Regions from separate parts of the Mus musculus genome. Here region 2 is linked to region 1. The links are chromatin contacts, called in public Hi-C maps. All regions are on one chromosome and are shown on one strand. The core of a region is the stretch at or near the end of the contact, and the rest is flanking DNA. Distances in the headings are between cores, read along the strand shown. Region 1 overlaps Col6a6 (collagen, type VI, alpha 6). Region 2 overlaps Col6a4 (collagen, type VI, alpha 4).

Region 1 (2,764 bases), core at 73-2,572:
GGTGGAGAACCCACAATTTTACTAATCTAGCAACTCCCAAACAATACTCTAAACATTTGTCCTCGTGCCCCAGGTAAGTGTACTCCTCACACCTCCCACATATCAAAGAAACTTCCTTGCGGCAACAGACAGAGGCAGCAGACAGAGGCTATTACAGAAAGTCACAACCAATCAAAACACAGAGTTTTGAAGCACAGACATAATGGATACACCTGCAAAACACTTAAGGCCTTAGGAACATTGTGGGAAAGGAGGATTGCGAAAGCCAGGAGATCAGAGGATTTGCTGTGAGATTGTGTCTCCTAGTAACACCAGAAGCTACACTCATAAAATCTCACCAACATGACTCCATAAACATGAGTTACACAAGGATAACAGTAATAGAAATGTCAGGATGAATGGAAAGAGCCCGCAATCCTACACAAAGAACTATAGTCAACTAAGAATACAAGCAGGAGAAATAGCGTTCCCCAGAGAAGAGTATAGTAACTGGTCATCCAACATTAAACAGTCAACTCTGAAAACACATAGACAAAGAATATTATACAGACTGAGCAGGCTGTCTTTATATGCATGTACATATAGGCTTGCAACAACAATGAACAACAACAACAAAAAAGAGGCCATGGATTTGAAAGAGAAAGAGGAGCATTATATGAGAGGGTTTGGATGGAAGAAAGGGAAGAGAGAAATACTGTAATAATCTCAAAAAACAAAACAAAACAAAACCTTAAATAAAATAGCTGATACCAAAAATAAATAAATAAATAAATAAATAAATAAATAAATAGATAGATAGATAGATGTGAATTTCTGGATAACTGAAGGGTAAATAAAATGCAGGGCCTGGTGCCATTACCTCTTCTCCACTGAGTCCTCTGGTTCCCTGAAAATGGAAAGGACAGCAGTGTGAGTGTGGGAAATGCAATGGGCTGCCAGGACGACAGGCAGCACAGCGAGGCGTAGGTAGGGCTTACAGAGTCCTTACCTTAGGCCCTTTGGCACCGAAGCATCCCTTCGTGCCTTGCTCTCCCATTGGCCCAGAGGCTCCTCTTTCTCCCTGAGGAAAAGCAGAAAAGCACACATCCAGATGAGTGTGTGCTAGTGTGATCTGGGATCTGTCCTGGACACCTGACAAGTGGTTTTATTTTATTTTGGTTTTGTTTTTTAAGAAAACATCTGTCTGCTCATGACTTACATTCCGGGACTCCAGCCTATGAAAACAAAGAGTGGAAGTAAATCTGATCTACAACGATGACAACCCTTTGCTCTGGACGCCATCCGCACACTGCCGGCATGGAGCTTCCCCTTCCCCAGGTGGCCACCACATTGCTCCCTTTAAATTTCCTTACCATGTGTCTTCACTCTGCCCTAGGCTAAGATTCGGGACTCTTTGCCCGGTCCCTGTGACTTTAAGACTTTGACCCAAGACCTCGGTCTGAGCATCGTTACCCATGATGCTGTCTGGTCCTGCTCCTTTGCTCACCCTCACTCACTGTCCACAGCTAGACACCAGTGCATCTTCTTCAGGGGACTTCTACACTGTCCAGCCACACTGACCACCTGCCATTCTGCCAACCCCCAGTCCCAACCCTTTGACTCCATTACTGTTTTGAACACATGGTTCCCCTTTGGGGTAGAATAAGATTTCCCACATACTTTAGCCGGAGGAACGCCTTGTTATCCTCCATGTGTCTGCCCAAGTGTTACCCATTGTTTTGTAACTTTTTCTTCTCAGGGTCAACTCCAACCGGGTTGGCCTTCAAGCCACTAGGTTTCTATTCTTGCTCAATACCGTCAACTCCCTGTGCCTCCAGCACAGTCACGGGTAGAACAGCTGGACACACTTCCCTTGTTTGTCTTCTCACTAGTGTGGAAAGGTCCCTAAGTTATTTTTGTTCTGTATCTATTTTTTTTCTCATTTCTGGGGTACTTACACTGCTAGGGTGCATATGCATTGGATATGTGCATCAGTGGGTTTTTTTTTTGGAAACAATGAAGTGATCAGTAAGAAGCTTAAATATGTACTGTCAGACGAATGCATAACTGGATGCATAAAAAGAAAAAAGGAAGGAGAAGAAAGGGAGAAAAGGGAGATGGGGAGGAGGGAGGATGGAGAGGGGGAGGAGGAAGGGAGGAGGGAGGGAGAAGAGAGGGGAGGAGGGGGCTGGAGAGACGACTCAGTGGTTAAGAGCACTGAGTGCTCTTCCAGAGGTCCTGAGTTCAATTTCCAACAACCACATGGTGGCTCACAACCATCTGTAATGGGATCTTATGCCCTCTTCTGGTGTGTCTGAAAAGTGCAACATTGTACTCACGTACATAAATAAATATTTAAAAAAGAGAGAGGGGAGGAGGGAGGGAGGAGAGAAGGAGGAAAGAGGAAAGGAGAGAGAGTGGAGAGAGAGGGAGGACAGAAGGAGAGAGGGAGGGGGAGGAGGGAGGGGAGGAGGGAGGGGAGGAGGAAGGAGGGAGGGAAAGGTTTCTGATAAATTATGTGGTGCATTGGTTTAATTACTAAATGACCTGGGCAATTGGCAGGGGTGTGACTCCTAAGGCAGAGAAACTACCTTTCACACCAAGTTAACTGTGCAGTGTAGGTGGGTAACCACCTCTAAGAAGAAGTGTTTCTCAGGCACAAGGAGGGTCAGGAAAGACCCAAGACTGCATCTGAATCCTCAGAGTGTGGTCTTTGTTTCCTTCTTATGTTTGTAGGGATAGGCGAGCTGTAAAGGGTCTTGACTTACAGCAATGCCCTCCTCTC
Region 2 (2,764 bases), core at 163-2,662, 320 kb after region 1:
AGCTCTCTACTCATCCTTCAAGGCCAGCTCGGACTTCCTCTCCTCTAGGAGACATCCCCAGATGCTCCCGTGATTATAGGCCACCCTTCCCCTTCGGAAGCACACTGCTACATTGCAGTTCAGTGGTAGATGATTGAACGGGGCTTACTTTTCATCTGCCTCTCCACCGTGGAACACAGGGCCTGAAGGAGGGTTCCTGAGAGCGCCTGCAAGATGCTGAAGTTTTCTGTGGTGAAGAGAAACTCCTCAAACGGCTCGTTGGCTATTTTCTGCAACTCTTGGACATCTTGAATATTGATCCCTACCACAAACACAAAGACCCCGTCTCTTTTCAGCTGGTCAGCCACATCCTGGACCTCATCACTGGACTCCCCATCTGTCACCAGGACAACTATCTGAGGAACCCCATCCTTGGCACGGCTGCCACTCATCTCAGTCAAGGAGTTGGCCCTGATGAACTCCAGGGCGCTTCCGGTACTTGTGCCCCCCATGCTGTAGGGCAGATTCCGGATCCGATCCAGGACGGCGCTCTTCAGAGAGGACTGCTTCAGCGGAAAGGCTGGGTAAATGTTGTCACTGTACTGGACCAGCCCCACTTGCACCTGATCGCTTCTGACGTCGAGCCCCGAGACAACAGAGTGGAGGAAATGCTTCACTTTCTGGAAGTTCTGGAGTCCGATGCTAGTTGAACTGTCCACCAAAAACACAATGTCAGCCGGGGATGCTTCTGAGCACGCTGTAAAGAAGGAGGTAAACAGAGCGAGTCTCAGAGGGTTTGCTGTCAACGCCTAGAATCGGTAAAGCATGGTGCTGAACAAAAAGAAGGGAGAGCGGAGGTGTGCTGGTGGTGTCCCCCACTCATCTTCCAAGGCTTCAAGCCTGCCCGACTGCTGCTGCTCCTGCCTCCAGCCTTAAAACCCACTGGACAATCCCCAAACTCGTGGCAAGAAGGTAAATCTTTTGCAATTTTAACAGCATACTGAAAGAGGGATGGTCTTATCCCCAGTCGAGATAAGCCATCTGTCTCCCCATCTTGTGATGAAAACCTCCTCTCAAGGCACTTGCTGGCTAGAACACATCCCATTCTCTTTAGTAGGTCTCACTGCCCATCTAGCACTTAGCAGCCCTGTGGTCCGTCACTCTTTGAGACTTTTCTTCTCCTGCCGCTGAAATCTGTACACAGTCCCTACCTGCTCAGGGGCATTTTAATGATCATCTACTATATCAGACATCGAGACTCTGCTCAGGGCCTGCTGATTCCTTTTGACCATTTCTGAGCATTGCTCTTTGGAGGACTTCCTTCCAGCCACTGTCTTTTTCTCAATTTTACAAAAGCCAGATTCTTGTTGTGCCTCAATTCAGGGTCAGGACAACCTTGAGACGTAACATCTGCTCTTAAGTTCCCACAGAGCATGTGCTGTTAGGTTCCCACAAAGGGTCAGGACAACACTGGCTTTGTGGAACTTTTGGCAGAGTTCACACAGGCCCTTCCTTCCTTTCCTCTGCATCTCTGTCCGGCATAGCCTTATTGACTGTCCCCTTAGAGGGAAACCTAATTAAAGTATGTCATTCCAGTTCTTGCCATGGGCTCTGCTTCTGCAAGCACTCTAACAGACCTGCTCTAGACAGTGGGTCTAACTGTCCTGGGAAACAACTCTCTAGCTCTACCACACCCTCGTGGTGTCATTAACCTCAGGTTCCTTATCTGAGAAATGCAAAAGTAGCCATGCTAACCATCCTGCCTATTTACAAATTGGAGGCCATAGACCAGCCTAATGAGAAATGTAAACAAGGCTGGAAGTAGAGCCATGGTTCTCAACCTGGGGGTTCAAAACTCCTCTGGGGGGGTCAAATGACCCTTTCACAGGGGTCTATTAACACCGCCAGGAAACACAGGTGTTATACTACGATTTATAACAGTAGCAAATTACAGTTATGGTATAGCAATGAAAAGTTTATGGTTGGGGGCAAGGGGGGGGGTCACCACAACATGAGGCAGTGTATTAAAGGCTGAGAACCCCTGCTGTAGAGCAGCAAGCTGGTGGTAGTTATGACTGCATACATAAGACATCTTTGTAAACTTTGAAGTGCTATTTTTAAAGTATATGACCTCTCACACACTGTCAGGTTTTAGCACATCTTCCAGGTTATATGCTCTTAAAGGGAAATATCAAAATAAAGAGATAATGGAGGCCTGTCCTCTTGTGGAGTTTGATGGGACCATGTACAGTCATCTCTTTCTCTGCTTGAAGTTTTATGCCTTAGGAAATCGTGTGCAGGTGTCCACAAGTCTACAATGGATGCATTAAGAAAAATTTGAAGCCGGGCGTGGTGGCACACACCTTTAATCCCAACACTCGGGAGGCAGAGGCAGGCGGATTTCTGAGTTCGAGGCCAGCCTGGTCTACAAAGTGAGTTCCAGGACAGCCAGGGCTACACAGAGAAACCCTGTCTCGAAAGACCAAAAAAAAAAAAAAAAAAAAAAAAAGAAAAGAAAAATTTGAAAAACAAAGCTGTGTATTTTCCAGTAAGGCTGAGTAGCCAACTTATGACGGATTTTCATCAGTTTGGGTCCTATCAAGGGCAGAAGGAAGTCAGAGACAGGCATGTCCTCTCACAGGTGCCAATGGGCAAAACAGTAGGAAGTGCACATGGGTAACCTGGGTTACGTAGCCCGTGTGCCCAACTTTGTAACCATACAACTGTGTCTAATGCTTCCGACCCTCTGGTACAGGTGCTGTCATCCTAGGAAGAAATTTCAGAT

Evidence for each region. A called contact is a pair of places that touch in the nucleus more often than the background predicts.
Region 2: a Hi-C map of uterus shows a contact between it and region 1, with 2.8 times the contacts expected there. The contact joins two enhancer-like sites. A contact is called at or near these places in 2 of 484 Hi-C or Micro-C datasets (nephron progenitors and uterus).

Annotation. Positions count from the first base shown.
Region 1 is chr9:105,757,304-105,760,067 of GRCm38.p6, forward strand. Col6a6 (collagen, type VI, alpha 6) reads right to left here. Exons shown (of 37, transcript NM_001102607.1): 13 at 2,748-2,764; 14 at 989-1,060; 15 at 860-886. Among named protein-coding and RNA genes, the nearest start is that of Col6a6, 69 kb to the right of the region's middle. Within about 2 kb of position 1,323, at least 6 of the 459 cell types and tissues checked have an H3K27ac peak or open chromatin away from gene starts, as enhancers often do. A contact at or near this core is called in uterus, where this site is marked.
Region 2 is chr9:106,076,724-106,079,487 of GRCm38.p6, forward strand. It overlaps Col6a4 (collagen, type VI, alpha 4), which reads right to left. Exons shown (of 38, transcript NM_026763.2): 4 at 149-736. Among named protein-coding and RNA genes, the nearest start is that of Col6a4, 19 kb to the right of the region's middle. Within about 2 kb of position 1,413, at least 2 of the 459 cell types and tissues checked have an H3K27ac peak or open chromatin away from gene starts, as enhancers often do. A contact at or near this core is called in uterus, where this site is marked.